Linked DNA regions of Mus musculus: regions 1, 2, 3 and 5 are each linked to region 4. A link is a contact called in public promoter capture Hi-C data. All regions are on one chromosome and are shown on one strand. Each heading gives the region's core, a stretch centred on a gene start, on an enhancer-like site or on the middle of the called end of the contact. The rest is flanking DNA. Distances are from core to core; before and after follow the strand shown. Region 1 holds the start of Vasn (vasorin). Region 2 holds the start of Hmox2 (heme oxygenase 2). Region 3 holds the start of Glis2 (GLIS family zinc finger 2). Region 4 holds the start of Trap1 (TNF receptor-associated protein 1). Region 5 holds the start of Coro7 (coronin 7).

Region 1 (2,700 bases), core at 40-2,539, 560 kb after region 4:
TTATTCAGGCTGACCTTGAATTTGTGATCCTCCTGCCTCAGTCTTCAGAGCAGCTGGGATGACAGACCTGACTTACAACACTCGGGGCTTGAGGAGCCTGCCATCCAGAAGATTGGTGAATCTGGGGACAGTTGCCACCCAGCCTTCAAAGACGTCCTGTTTAAGACAAGCTCGGAAAACTAATTGTCATGTGAAATCACCCAAATTTTCAATTCTGGAAATGACATCCAACTTTCAAACCTGCCACACAGGCCAAATGAAACACCTGGGGTCAGTCCTGCCCCCAATTGTGGGGGTGTGGATGCCCTGCCTTTACAACACAAGTACCAGCTGAGGCCAGATAAGCCTCCAGATAGTGTGACCCAGACAAGGCCTTCAATACAGACCCGGCGGGAAAGGGATATGATGGTGAAATCCAGGAGCTGAGTTGGGTCCCCAAAGGCCCTGAGGCCTGACTCTAACCACAAACCATGGGGGTGGGGTGGGGTGGAGAGGATGACCATTTTCCTGGAATCCTACAAGGCAGGGGATTTTTTCTGAACCAGCCCCTGGCACAGCACCCTCCTGCTTAATCAAGGGCTGCTGTCAACAAACACCTAGGTCCCTCCTACTGCTGATGACGTCCCCAATCCTGCCTCCCATCCCAGGCATATTCTAGTCTTGAAGCTTTCAGTAACTGAGGGGCTTGAGCTGACATATGCTCCTAGGTCCCAGTCTCTCATTTAGAGCTGGGGAAGGTGACCAGGGATGCTGTCATGGCTACAAAGATCTCAAGTCCAGCATTAAGAGATTTTATATAAGAGGCTCTTGGAACCACTTCATGTGGCCTTTCTAGCTTTTGAAATTGGAATTAGCTAACAACAAAAACACATTGTGAGATTACGCCTAAAAAATCTAGATTTGTATGAAAAATCCTCAGTTTTGGCAGACTGGGTTGGTCATGGGGACTCAGCCATCATCCCTGCTGGCCCCTACAATCTACCTCTGCTTCTCCAGCTCTTTACTGACCCTAATGTCCACTTCTTGAATTTGTGTCACCAGATATTTTTCAGTTAAAAAGCAGGAGCCTGTCCAAATGTCACACAGCAAAAGATAGACTTAAGCCAGCCTAATAAAATCACTCCTCACTGGGATCTGGAGGTATATCTAGGTGCAGACTAGGCCTGCTTAGTGCAATGACCCATTCAGAGGAGGTGGGTGTGTATAGGCTTGGTCAAACCCCGCCTCAGCCAATTGGAGGAAGCCCCGCCCTCGGTACAGACGGTCCCACCCACTCCTACATCTTAAGCAGAGACCAGCCTCTTACGAGTCAACTTCGAGTCTGGAGCCGGAGCCAGAGACCGGGGCTGGGAAACCCCAGCCCGGGACGGGACGCAGCAGCCTCTGGATCCCGGGACCCCGGACCTCTCAGGACCGGCCAGAGGTGAAGGACTGAGGCCCCACTGAGGCCTTGGACCGCACCGCCTGGCTCCTTCAGCCGCAGTCGTCTCCTGGTGAGTGTCTAGGGGCGAGGGTGGGGGCGACAGGCGGAGCTGATCACACTGGAACAGCACACTAGCACATTCTCCAGTGGGACTGCGACTGCCGGAGCGAGGGGCTTATCCCCGCCTCGGGCGGTTACCTGGGCGGGAACGTCCAGTTGCACCCCCCTTCCTGAGTGGGTTCAGGGGCCTCCGTTGACCCTCGGGAGAGCCAGGGCGTGCGTTTGTACATGGCTAACCTACCCGTGAGGCTCTGAGTAGACAAAATAAACACCCCCTCCCTTGCTTCCTCCTCCCACGACTGGGCCCTCTGGCGTGACCAGTTTTATGAATCAACCCTCTTTTAGGGGATGGCCCAGCCGTAGTCTGGTTACTTTTCCCTCACGGGGGTCAGACAGTCTGGTGCCCTTGTGCAGAATGGTTGCTTGGGATCCTCTGGGCCTTGTCACACATGGCAGAAGCCACGAATACACAGGCAAGCCTGGAGAGGACCGGGAATGGGGAGATTGATAGGTGTACCCCCAGGTGAGGGATGAACTTTGGCTAACCATAATCTTTAGTGCTCCAGTATCAGCGCATCTCATCTCTACCAGTAATGGGCTTTGCTTGGGCTGCAGACCCAATGGCCTATAGCCAGTCTAGTCCTTTGTGTTCCCCAGCTTGCAGCTCTGGGGCCAGAGGACTGCTTAGGTTCCTTGTGGTCACAGGCAGGCCAGCTGATTGGTGCCAACCACACTACCTCACCCCCATTCGTTAACGATTACCACACCAGGGTCATTGACTGCTTCTATTGGATCCCAGAAGCAGCCTCTGCAGTAGAAGAAACCCAAGGCTCAGGAGTTCCCTTGCTTGTTTTTTGCATTAATAGTAGGTGATGCTCCAGGAAGAGGCACCAAGAGAGCCTTCTTCCCTATCTGGGTCAAGAGTTCCTAGGGGAGAGGGTCTGGCTAAAAGGTAAAAGGTCCCTTCCCCCTAGGCTGCTGGGAAAGCAGAGATGTGGGTGGGCTGGAGCCTTGTGAGGGGCTACATTGGTATGGGCAGTGAAGGCCAGTATGGACCCAGCTGTTAGCATGAGCTGGAGCAGGCAGGTGGGGGATGGGAGGGTAGTCCCTAGAGTTTACTGTCCTCTCCCAGGGGAATCAGCCCCCGGGGAACTTCTGTAAACAGAGTGTCAGAGGCAGGAAGAGGGCTCTGGTAATGAGCAGCCCAACTGGATTCC
Region 2 (2,700 bases), core at 16-2,515, 650 kb after region 4:
CCCTGGTCCTGCTCATGCAGAAACTGCCTTCATACTTTGGTCATCAATTAGATTATCTAGGCTGCTTCCAGAACTTGTTGTTTTTTTTGTGAATAGTGTTGAGTAGGAAAAGATTCTGCAAATTTGGTTAAAGCTTCTAGTGTGGAAATCTTCCTAGCTTGTGGGTGCATCGTGCACCTGAATAATAGAGAGGTAGAAAGAGAACATTTGTTGGGTTGGGGAGACATAACTCTGCAAAAGTAAGGAACTTTTCTATGTCCTCCTTGCTTAATGACACGGAGACCTTTATATTTATTATAAAGGTGAGGCGCAGAGCCAGGCAGACTCTAAGCTATTCTAACCAAGTATGCTGGCCTACTTCCCAGCCATGTGGACCTTTCCTGCCTTCTCAGGCTTGCTCTGGCTCCTCCTCCTTCATTCCTGTTCGGATTCCTGTCTCCCTTCTCTCCCACCTGAGATGCTCTCTCTGTCTCTGGCCTCAGAAGTCCTGCCATATCCTCTCCTGCCCAGCCATAGGCTATTAAGCTCTTTATTTAACCAATCAGGAGGTGATAGAGAATAATATTTTATAAAATACTGAGTCATACTAAAGTCGAGACTGGAGCTGGACCTCTGGGTACAGGAATCAGACAGAATACAGAGTGCACAGAAATGTCCCTCAGCATAACTCAGTAAGAGAGCTTACTCAAAATCTAGAATTCCATCTCCAGCACAAAACCAAACCAAAACTTTAATAGTTAAAAAAGTAATTAAGTGCTGGGCAGTGAGTGGTGGTGCATGCATTTAATAACCCCAGCACTTGGGAGGCAGAGGCAGGCGAATTTCTAAGTTCGAGGCCAGCCTGGTCTACAGAGTGAGTTCCAGGACAGCCAGGGCTATACAGAGAAACCCTGTCTCGAAACACCCCGCCCCCCCAAAAAGAATCTATTAATTCTTCCCCAACAAGTTACATTCCCAACCCTTTTGTGTTTTTGTTTGAGCACTGACAAATGCTCACACTGTAGCCCAGGTTGCTCTTGAATTCTCCAGGTTGCTCTTGAATTCTCCAGCCTCAACCCCACCCCTGTCCCCCACCGAGTGCTGGGATTCCAGGCTTGAGCCCCCACTCTCGATCAACAAGCAGTTGGCTTTGGCTGACACGCTTCCTTCCTCTCCGGTTAACATTACTACTCCCCACTCCCGAAGCTTTCTCAGAAGGCAGTGTCGGCTCGCCCAAGAGCCTCCCGCTAGCTGCCGTGCGCCTGGGGGCGTGGCCTGGTGACTCCGCCCCTCGCTGCGTGCGCACGTCCTACCGTCCTGGCGCTCGCCCTCTCGGCTGCGAAGGTACAGAGAGAGTCGCAGACGCGGAGACTGACTGACCTGCGGAGCCACTGACGGTGAGTGGTCCGCTCTGTGCCCCGTCCTCCCCTCCCGGGTCCTTGCATGGCGGCGGCCTTCTTCGAAGCTCTGCTCCGCTGTCCCCCCGCGACTCGTCCTCAGCCTGAGGGGACGTCGGGCGGGGGGTGGCCGGAAGCGGGCTGAGGCGGGCGAGCGAGCGAGCGGGAGACTGGGGGTCGGAGAGGGGCCACCGAGCGGGCCTTGAGCGTCAAATGAGCCCGAAACCGCGGACGTCGCGCTCTAGACGGCTTTGAGCTCCATCCCCAAGAGTCCTCTGGTGTTCCCGTGGGGCATAGCCCCTCCCAGCGTCACGAATGCTCTTGAGGTGACTCCGGGGTCGAAGTTAGTGCAGCAGCGCAGCACATGAGCCTACCTGAGGTCCCGGAGGAGCCCGGGGCGTGGCGGCCTTGTTGGCCAGCCTTCAGTGGCTCCCCTCGGTGGCAAGATCCCTTAGAATCCCTGTGGGGACTTGATGAGTGACCTGTGGTTCTGAGTGCAAGACTGGGAGGACTCAGTCGTAGATGTAGCCGGTTGGTCTGGCCCAGGAGGTCACCTGTCACCACCAAAGCACAGAGCTCCAGGTGACTTAATTGCTCTGTAAGAACTGCCTGGACCGCCTTGCACACTGCTTGCACAAGGACTGTCTTGTGTCATGCCGTTTAAATTGGTTCTGAAGGACCAGTTGTGGCCTGTGTTCAATTGTGGGCACCGCAAACTCAACTAGAGAAGGGAGTGTTCCCGAAAGACAGAAATATCATATACTGTCCAGTTGAGGGAGAGCGCTTGCTCTCCAGTCCTTTCTAAATCCTTGAGTGTTTTACTACCTATAAAGTGAGAATATTAAGAGACTCGTGAAGTAAATCCACGAACATTCCACAGGCGAGATAACAGCACTGAAGATCTTAGTTATGCATAGACATCCTGTGATTTTTTCAGAAGTGGATTAGAGATTAGAAATGGTTTTGTTTAAGTGGTCATACTGGCCTTAAACAGTCTAGTCATGTAGAAGGTTTTGTGCGTTCCTATTTCTGGTATAGTGCTTCAGTTTATAATAGTTATTATAAATGTCATTTAATACATAATTATTAAGAAAGTTTTTTTTGGCGGTGCAGTTTGAACAAGATGAGCATGTATTTTACTACTGAGCCCACAACCCTACCCAGTGTTTTGTGTTTTGAGAAGGAAATCTTGCCATGTAGTGTGCACTAACTGAATTTGAGATCCTCAGGCTCCTAACTGTTAGGATTATGATGAGCTTGCACTATAGTGCCCAGCCTAAATCTTTTTTTCCCCCCTTTGAGTCAGGCTCTCTCAAAATTATTT
Region 3 (2,700 bases), core at 137-2,636, 520 kb after region 4:
GTCTTCGTTCAAACCGAAGCACCCATCATGACTACATAATCAGTTAAGAGCACTGACTACGTATCCATTTGATCACCACATCAGGAGCACCAATTATGTGCCTACCTTCGCACCAGACCAGGAGCGTGTGCCAAGAGCAGTGCCTGGGAATGGGGATGCCCCATGATCAAGATTCATGTCTTGATGTGGCTCTGGCGCAGACCGAGGCATCAAATGCCCGAATAACAGATTTCCAACCCGGAGTCAGTACTTCACCTACTGGTGATGCTGACTTTGAAGTGCCTTTTCGTTTCCTGAGTTCAAGTCCAACTTCGGATCAGGAGGGCTGTCTTTTTGAACTGAGATTTGTCACCAGACAGGTAAAAAGATATTAGGCGTGGACTCAAGACTCGCCCAAAGAAAACACTAAAGAACGCCAAGTCTGAGCTTCCCAGGAAAAGGTGGGAAACAGCTTGGCTGCGGTGTGCAAGCGTTACTGACTTACATCCACTTTTCAGTGACCAACTCATTGAACTTACTGACGCCAAGTGCGATGACCCCGGCGGCGCTCAGATTAGGGGACCCAGGTTGTCCAGGCGGATGTCACCAAGATAACGGAATCCTGGATTGGTTGTGCCAGGCCTTGTGCTTATTTCACCAGGAGGGCAACTGAGGCTGAAGACAAGGCAAAGCTGGAAGAGAGAAGCGTGGCCTCGAACCTGTCGGAATTGAAAGGCCTTTGCCTGCGCGGTCCTGGATCTGGACTGGGCGGGGAAATCAGGGCCTTCCAAGAGGCATTTCTATCACCTCCGCGGCAGCCAAGGGCCGCGGGGGCCCTGGCCAAGGTGACCCCGCAGGGGGAGGCGAGGGTCCCCGCCCCTCGCCCGCTGCGGCCGCCTCCATCTTCCCGGTCCTTGGGGCTTTTCCTCCTGGCCGGTTCGCCCGCCCCTCTCCCAGGCTTCCCCCAGGGGCGGGATATCTCGCCCTGCCCCCCGCCCCCCAGGCCTTGTCCTAGCGCTGCCCTCGGGCTGGGGGCGGGACCGCGGCAGGCGGGGATGGGGGGGGGGGGAGTCGAGGAGGACGCGCGTCTCTGCCGTGGCGGGGCTCCCTCCTTCGCTCCCCCTTCCCTCCGGTGCCCGCTCCTGCGGCCGTCCGCTCTCCTCCCCTCCCCGGGCCCAGCCTCCCCCCACCCCCACCCTCCACCCCCCGCGCACGCTCCGTCTGGCAGCTGGCGCTCCGGGCCTGGGGCCGCAGTAGTGAGAGGGGTTTGTAGGGAGGGCGGGAGCGAGCGAGCGAGCCGCGAGGGAGGGAGGGAGGGAGGCCGCCCCCCGCGCCCCTCCTCTTCGCCCTCCTCCAAGGCCGCCAGTCCCTCCTCCCACCCCCTCCCTCCTCTCCTCTCCTCCCTCCCTTGCAAAGACATCCCCGCACAGCCCGGCCGCCGCGGCCACCTTCCCTGCCCCGAGCTGCAGATGTGGCGGAGCGGCCGGGTGCCGCGCGGCGCCAGGGGAGCCCGTGCCCCGTAAGCCTCGCGCCCCGGCCCCCGCCCGCCCCGGCCCTCCCCCTCGCCCGCTCCCCGCTGCCCCAGGACCGCCGGAACCCGCAGCCGGAGCCAGTCAGCCCGGCAGCCGAGGTAGGAAGCCCCCGGGCGTCGCGCCGGGAGGACGCGGGCTGGGCCAGGGACTTGCCTGGTGCGCGGGGCAGCGTAACCAGAGGGTCGCCTCCCCCTCCCGCGTCCGCGCCTTGCTCCGGGCCATTGTGAGCCCTCGCTGAGGCCCCTGCGCTCGTTGGTTTTGCGCTCTCCCTTTCTCGCCGGCTCCCTGGCTGGGTCCTTCGATTTCACCGTCTTTTTTCTCTTTCCTTCCCTCCTTCTGTTTGGGGGCCGAGCTGAACTGTGGCCCGGCCCGGGGCGGGCGCAAACTTCACTGGGGAAGTTGGGCGTCTTCAGTAGGGGTGCTCTGCGAGGTGAGAGGGGGCCACCCGAAGCCTGGGCATGAAGTTGTATGGGGCATCTGGCAGCCACCTTTGCTCACCGGTGAGCTCGGGTTATTTGGAAGGTACCCTCCCTTTCTGGGTAAAGTCCTGCTCTCACTACCCTTAACAAGCCTTGGGGGAGGCAGAGAGGGGGGCGTCCCTTGATTCAGCACTAGGAGTTGGAATATTGTGTAGCCTTTGGTCCACTCCTGAAGGGTGGATGGAAGCAGGTGAGGGACCTGGCTGGATGGAGAGGGTGAGTGATTGCATCCTCAGGATGGGTCTGGAAAAGAGGTGACGAGGCAGGTGCATCCCCCTCCTACCAGGATGATGCTTGCACCTCCCCGCAGGCCCCCTAGGATGGGGCTGGAATCCAGGCTGGCACCTGGACGCCTTGGCACACTGCCCTACCCAGTGGGATACTCAGGCCACAGCAGGGCAGCATGCTGCCTGTCTGCCTACCCAGGAGGGCCCGCCCAGCCCAGCCAGAGGGTGGCGGGGAAGCACTGGTTGCAGGGAGTTGCCCAGCCCTGCCCTGGGGCCTGGGAAGCTGGAAGGGATGCTGGGAGGAGCCCTGGGCCCCCAGCCATCAGGGCCCAAGATCTTGGCTCTAGAGGGAATGCTTGACACCAAGGGGGCAGTCAGGCTAGCCAGTGGCCCTACCAAGACTTGAGCTCCCATGGGTCTGGCCAGGGCTAGGGCCTGCGTCTTGGGCTTCGGTGGCAGGCACCCTGCACGGCTGTCTCCCTG
Region 4 (2,700 bases), core at 195-2,694:
TAAGACCCAGGGAGAATTAGTGCCACCACAGCAGCAGGCAAAGTCGGTGAAAAGGAGCACCAATGTTGCAAATAAAAAACTTGAGCTAGACTCCAGAGTCAACTTTGGGAACAGACTGAGCAAACCAGCCAAGGTTGAGAAGGTGTTTGCAGAACATGATGCAAAGATACACAAGAAATCAGAGAAGATACGGATCCACTGTTAAGTAAAACCAGCTTCTCTGTAGATAGAAATCACAAGAGATGTCTTCTACACAGAGCTCTTTTTTTTTTTAGTATTCTCCGTGGCACTGGGGACCAATTCAGGGCCTATGCAAGCCAAGCACAAACTGCCTTTGGGGGCTCTTTTTTTGTTGTTTTGGTTTGAGACATACTCAAATGTTGGAAAAGATACTATGGGTAAATCAGTTTTGCTACTAGAGGACACATATACAGACAAAAGTATTTTGAGCACCAGGCACTGTGGCACACTTTAATCCTACCACTCTGGGGAGCAGAGGCAGATGAATCTCTGTGAGTTTGTGACCACCCTGGCCAGGCGGAACATATATGGTGAAACCCTGTCACCCTCCCCACACCCAATAAAAAACTGAGGTGAAGTTTGGCAGATTAGCTAATACAGAAATAAAAGGGCAAATTCTGAAACCGAAAACATGTTCCTAAAGATTTAAGCAATCGCTCACTCAAATCTGTTAAACACTGTAACGATATTTGTGGCCAAGAGAACATTTAGTGGAGGATGAGAGCGACAAAACTTCGGAAAGCCATTGGGAAGCTATGTTTATGCGAAACATAAATGTAATGAATGCCAGAAGCTTTAATATTCTTTCGCAGTTAATTCTTGACTTGAGCCCTTTTATGTAAAAATAGCTGTAAATACGTATAATTTAAGTGTATGTAACGCTAACATCTTCACTGTTACATGAGTGCGGGGTGGGAAAGTATAGATTAAGGTTATTCTCTCTCCTTTCCTTTCTCTTTCAATTCCAGGGATCAAACACGCGGAGTTCACTGGCTCCCTGAAGTCCTGGGTAACCGTTGGTTTTGCTCACCGTAGTTACCCCAGGGCTTGACTTCTGCGAGAGCTGAGCTTGTGAACAGCCGCGTGCAACGAACTTGTCAACCCAAGCGCGGGAGCGTCTGCAATCAGGACTACCAGGGACTGACGAGAGCAGGCTGTGGCTGCCCGTGACTCGGCTCCCCAAAAGCGACCACAAGGTCCTACTCCCCGCCCCACTTAGCAGCTCCGGCGCAGTGCGGCCTCCCGCCGGTCTAAGAGTGTGCACACAGCCTCAGACGCCGCCTCTGCGCTCTCGTGCCGCGCTCACCTCGCCGAACTCCAGCCAGCGCGGGGGCCCGCAGTACAGTCTGCAGCCCGCGGCCCCACAGCAACACAGCTCGCAGCTCGCACGCCATGCTTCCTTTCCCAAGTGTGGCTAACAGCCTAACAGAGTGATGAGGGGGCCTTCCGCGGGGGCGGCTCAGTGACGTCATGGCGCGCGACGGGCTGTCCAAGGCGTTGCCTGTGCGAGAACGGGAACGCAGCAAACCGCAGCGCGGGGGCCCTGAAGACTGTACTTTTTGACCTTGGATCTCAGTGACAAGGTCGCTGATCCCTTGCATTGTGCGTGTGAGGGTTATAGTGTCCCCGGCCCGCGGTGCTGGCGGTCCCTAGGCGGGAGCATCCCATTCTCGAGATGGCACTACCCAGCTGGAGTGTGGATCCACTGAAAAACTCTTACAGCAATGCCAAAACCTACACTTTGACAAATTTTAGGTTTGACTGTTATTCGCCAAAACGTGAGCTCAGTAACCAACACCTTTGGACTTACCCGTTTATTGTGACTTTCTCCCTACTGGAAGCTTGTTTGGGGATCCAGGCCACAAACCTTGTCTCTAAAGTTTTTTTTTTTTTTTTTTTTTTTGTTTTTTTGTTTTTTTGTTTTTGTTTTTCGAGACAGGGTTTCTCTGTATAGCCCTGGCTGTCCTGGAACTCACTTTGTAGACCAGGCTGGCCTCGAACTCAGAAATCCACCTGCCTCTGCCTCCCAAGTGCTGGGATTAAAGGCTTGCACCACCACGCCCGGCCCTCTAAAGTTTAATCCAAACTCCAGCCGCCTCCAGAGCAGGTCGCTTGTCCCGGTCCTAACCTCAGAGTAAGGCCCAGCGAGGACCTTTCTGACAGGTTCTCGCTTGATTCTGACACACACCAGATACATTTTCCTATGATCAGATTTTACTAAAACATTAGAGCGATTATCTAGCTTGTTAGCAGACACTAGTAGCAAGAGCAGTTAATTCCTGGATCCAGAATAGACTTGAAGTTTTGGTATAGGGAATGTTTAGTTACTGTTCTAGGTTGACAAGGATTGCTCCCACATTGACTTTATAGATGGAAAATAGATAAGAATGGGCAGATATGAGGCCAAACTTTAATACAGGCTCTGTATTTAAAGTGCCTGTTGCCCTGATAACCCCAAGAAATTGACAGAGCACTGTGTGCCTGTGATCTCAGTGCTGGGGAGACAGAAACAAGAGAATCCTTGGGTTTTGCTAGCCAACCAATCTGATTCTGATGTCCCATGTTCAGTAAAAGGCCATGTTTCAATATAAGGTGGAGAGAGCACCTGAACACCTCACAATTCCTACCCCTAACCCCCAGCCAGTTCTGCTCCTGCTGGGCCCACATCCTCCACAACCA
Region 5 (2,700 bases), core at 151-2,650, 600 kb after region 4:
ACTCATCTGTCACCAGCTTTGCCTGGCTAATGGCCTCTGTCCACCCTGGGTTCACTTTCTTTTTTTCTTTTTTCTTTTTTTGGTTTTTCGAGTCAGGGATTCTCTGTGTAGCCCTGGCTGCCCTGGAACTCACTCTGTAGACCAGGCTGGCCTCGAACTCAGAAATCTGCCTGCCAAGTGCTAGGATTAAAGGCCTGCACCACCACCGCCCGGCCACTTTCTTTTTCTTTACTGGCTTTTTTTCTTCTCACCCTTCTGGCCTCTGTTGAAATCCACCCACCTGGGCACTGTCCTCCACAATACTATTACGTTCAACTCTACTTCACTTCTTTACATCACAGCCCACCACATACCCCCGGGTGTTCTGATTCTTCAGTGGATTTATATTGTGCTTGCTGACCAGAGGCTGTTAAGTTCCACAGAGAAGGGGAAATGTCACAATGTTCACTGTTTTAGAGAGCTGAGCAGCACACAATAGGTACAGAAAGGCTAACTGTCCAGAGAATGAAAATGGAGCACGGTTGTCCTAACTTGCTTTGGGACACTAGAGGTCCAAATAACACAGGGGGAGAAAGGCCAGTGCCTCACCGAGTGGAGTGTCCTTCTTGACACTCCATCTGGGATCCACCTGCTCTAGGCTTCTCCAGGCCCCAACAACCGCTAGTATCATCACCCCAGTAAAGGAAGAGCTTGCACCAGTAGACAAGGAAGAGTGGCAGAAACTCGAGGGAGGAAGCCTGCCTGGCCCCAGGGGCTCCCTCTCCAGATGATACCTTCCCTCTCACTGAGACCACAAGAAAGAGATGCATCTCTCCCACAGCCCGGCCGGCCCGGAGCAGGGGTGATCCTAGACTGCTGGAAGGGGGAGACCGGCGTCGACAGTTTCCCAGCCAGGTTCCCAGCAAGGCCGACCGGAAACAGAGGCCTGTTCGCGTCTGGGAGTGCTGCGAGGCCTCCTGGGGTAACAGGGGGAGGCGAACCGGCCAGGCCGACCTCCGGGATCACCCAACTACTAGGGCGCGTCATCAGACCTCCGGACTCTGTCCTCTGAGCAGTGAAGGGGCGGCCTGAACTCTAGGGTTCATCTAAAGGGAGAAGTTCCGGGTGGACAGATGGGGCGAGGTGGGGTGAGGGTCTTCACAACCCAGAGTGTGCACTGCACAGGCAGGCACTGGGAATGGCAGTCCTCCGGGACCAGAAGCCAGGGAGTGGGGTCCACTGGCCGGGCTCACCTCTCGGCGGGACGGCCGGGCCTCCATATGCCGAAACTTGGACACCTTGAAGCGACTCATGGCAGCTGGGACAGAGCAAGCTCAGGCTGGAGAACGAGGGTCGTCAGGTACTAGGTGAATGAAGAGAAGCCGCCCTGGACTCTTGCAGCCTGCCGCCTCAGCAGCCTGCAGCCTGGTGCCACGCCCTTATTGATGACAACCAATCGGAAGCTCCTGCGGCCTGCCTAGGCACGCCCCCACGTCACCCTTCTTCAGCGCGACGGCCTTCAGCCCCGCCTTCTTCAGAGGCCAGGACGACCTGAGAAGTCACGCCCTGATGCCTGGGGGACTACTGCACTGGTCGGAGGTCATGTGAGCCGCAGCTGTCCTACCGAAGGAACCACACTTCAATTGCTGCAGGATTAGACTTGCAATACTGGTCCCTGAGGTTTTACAATGACCTGAGAAATAGCAGGACAGAATTAACTAGACTAAAACTGGGAATAATCCCCGCGACCCATAAAAGATAAGAACCACTGAGACTCAATCTTTCTCTCTCTCAATCTCTCTCTCTCTCCCTCCCTCCCTCCCACCTCTTGTCTCCCCTTCCCTCCCTTTCTACCCCTTTGTTTTGAGTTTTATTTTTATTTTATTTTATTTTTGTTTATTTATTTATTTATTTATTTTGAGACAGGGTTTCTCTGTGTAGTCCTGGCTGTCCTAGAATTCACTCTGTAGACCAGGCTGGCCTCAAACTCAGAAATCCCCCTGCCTCTTCCTCCCAAGTCCTGGGACTAAAGATGTGCACCATCACTGCCCAGCCAAAAATACACATTTTATAATGCAATTTTTTTCATACTAGAGTGTATGATGATAATGACCAAGTGATATATAGCTTTATTCTCAATATCTGTGAGCATCAATTTTCCCTTAAAAATGATTTTAGCTGTGGATTGTAGCTCAGTTGGTAGAGTGTTTGCCAGGCATGTATGAAGCCCTGGGTGCCATCCCCAGCACAGTGACATAGTCCTATAGTCCCAGCATTCAGGAGGAAGATCAGAAGTTCAAGGTCAGCTTGGTTTACATAGTTCGGGACTATATAGTGAGAACCTGCCCAAAAAGAAAAAAAAGAAAAAGAAAAAAGAAAGAAAAGAAAAGAAAAGGGAGAAAGAAGGCAGGGTTGGGAAAATGGCTCAGTGGGTAATTATGCTTGCTCTTGGTTAGACTTGTTGGATCCCCTGGCCTTGTGAAGTGTCTTAAACTGCCACATGGGTGCTGGGAATCAGACTTGGGTCTTCTTCGAAAATAAGGAGAAACAAGTACTCTTGACTGCTGGGACATTTACTTTTGTTCACCTGTCTATCCCTGCCTACTCATCTGTGTGCACACAATGTTGGGGTCCAGGAATTGCCTCACAAATCACACAGACATTGATCTCGGTCAGACCAGGATGGTTTATTGATCATATGCTCCAGGATTGGTCGACCAG

What was found. Promoter capture Hi-C pulls out the DNA fragments that hold promoters and counts their contacts.
Region 1: a contact with region 4 is called in a promoter capture Hi-C map of pre-B cells, with 6 times the contacts expected there. The contact joins the promoter of Vasn here to the promoter of Trap1 in region 4. A contact is called at or near these places in 8 of 39 promoter capture datasets (the 3T3-L1 cell line, cranial neural crest, hippocampal neurons and 3 more), 2 of 115 datasets of contacts at active chromatin or transcription factors (embryonic stem cells and pancreatic cancer cells) and 1 of 9 other capture datasets (embryonic stem cells).
Region 2: a contact with region 4 is called in a promoter capture Hi-C map of pre-B cells, with 3 times the contacts expected there. The contact joins the promoter of Hmox2 here to the promoter of Trap1 in region 4. A contact is called at or near these places in 4 of 39 promoter capture datasets (cranial neural crest, hematopoietic stem and progenitor cells, liver and 1 more), 1 of 115 datasets of contacts at active chromatin or transcription factors (microglia) and 1 of 9 other capture datasets (adipose tissue).
Region 3: a contact with region 4 is called in a promoter capture Hi-C map of pre-B cells, with 8 times the contacts expected there. The contact joins the promoter of Glis2 here to the promoter of Trap1 in region 4. A contact is called at or near these places in 10 of 39 promoter capture datasets (the 3T3-L1 cell line, 3T3-L1-derived adipocytes, cranial neural crest and 5 more), 3 of 484 Hi-C or Micro-C datasets (B cells, cortical neurons and palatal mesenchyme), 4 of 115 datasets of contacts at active chromatin or transcription factors (bone marrow-derived macrophages, effector CD8 T cells, large pre-B cells and 1 more) and 1 of 9 other capture datasets (liver).
Region 5: a promoter capture Hi-C map of pre-B cells shows a contact between it and region 4, with 5 times the contacts expected there. The contact joins the promoter of Coro7 here to the promoter of Trap1 in region 4. A contact is called at or near these places in 6 of 39 promoter capture datasets (the C10 cell line, cranial neural crest, hippocampal neurons and 3 more), 1 of 484 Hi-C or Micro-C datasets (muscle stem cells), 5 of 115 datasets of contacts at active chromatin or transcription factors (bone marrow-derived macrophages, effector CD8 T cells, embryonic stem cells and 2 more) and 2 of 9 other capture datasets (adipose tissue and liver).

Annotation. Positions count from the first base shown.
Region 1 is chr16:4,638,656-4,641,355 of GRCm38.p6, forward strand. Vasn (vasorin) reads left to right here and starts at 1,290. Exons shown (of 2, transcript NM_139307.3): 1 at 1,290-1,493. All of the region lies in intron 9 of Coro7 (coronin 7), which reads right to left.
Region 2 is chr16:4,725,096-4,727,795 of GRCm38.p6, forward strand. Hmox2 (heme oxygenase 2) reads left to right here and starts at 1,266. Exons shown (of 6, transcript NM_001136066.2): 1 at 1,266-1,376.
Region 3 is chr16:4,593,327-4,596,026 of GRCm38.p6, forward strand. It overlaps Glis2 (GLIS family zinc finger 2), which reads left to right and starts at 1,387. Exons shown (of 7, transcript NM_031184.3): 1 at 1,387-1,609. D330022H12Rik (a long non-coding RNA gene) reads right to left here and starts at 929. Exons shown (of 2, transcript XR_875867.3): 1 at 106-929.
Region 4 is chr16:4,076,366-4,079,065 of GRCm38.p6, forward strand. It overlaps Trap1 (TNF receptor-associated protein 1), which reads right to left and starts at 1,445. Exons shown (of 18, transcript NM_026508.2): 1 at 1,328-1,445. The coding sequence starts at 1,415.
Region 5 is chr16:4,678,320-4,681,019 of GRCm38.p6, forward strand. It overlaps Coro7 (coronin 7), which reads right to left and starts at 1,401. Exons shown (of 28, transcript NM_030205.4): 1 at 1,233-1,401. The coding sequence starts at 1,292.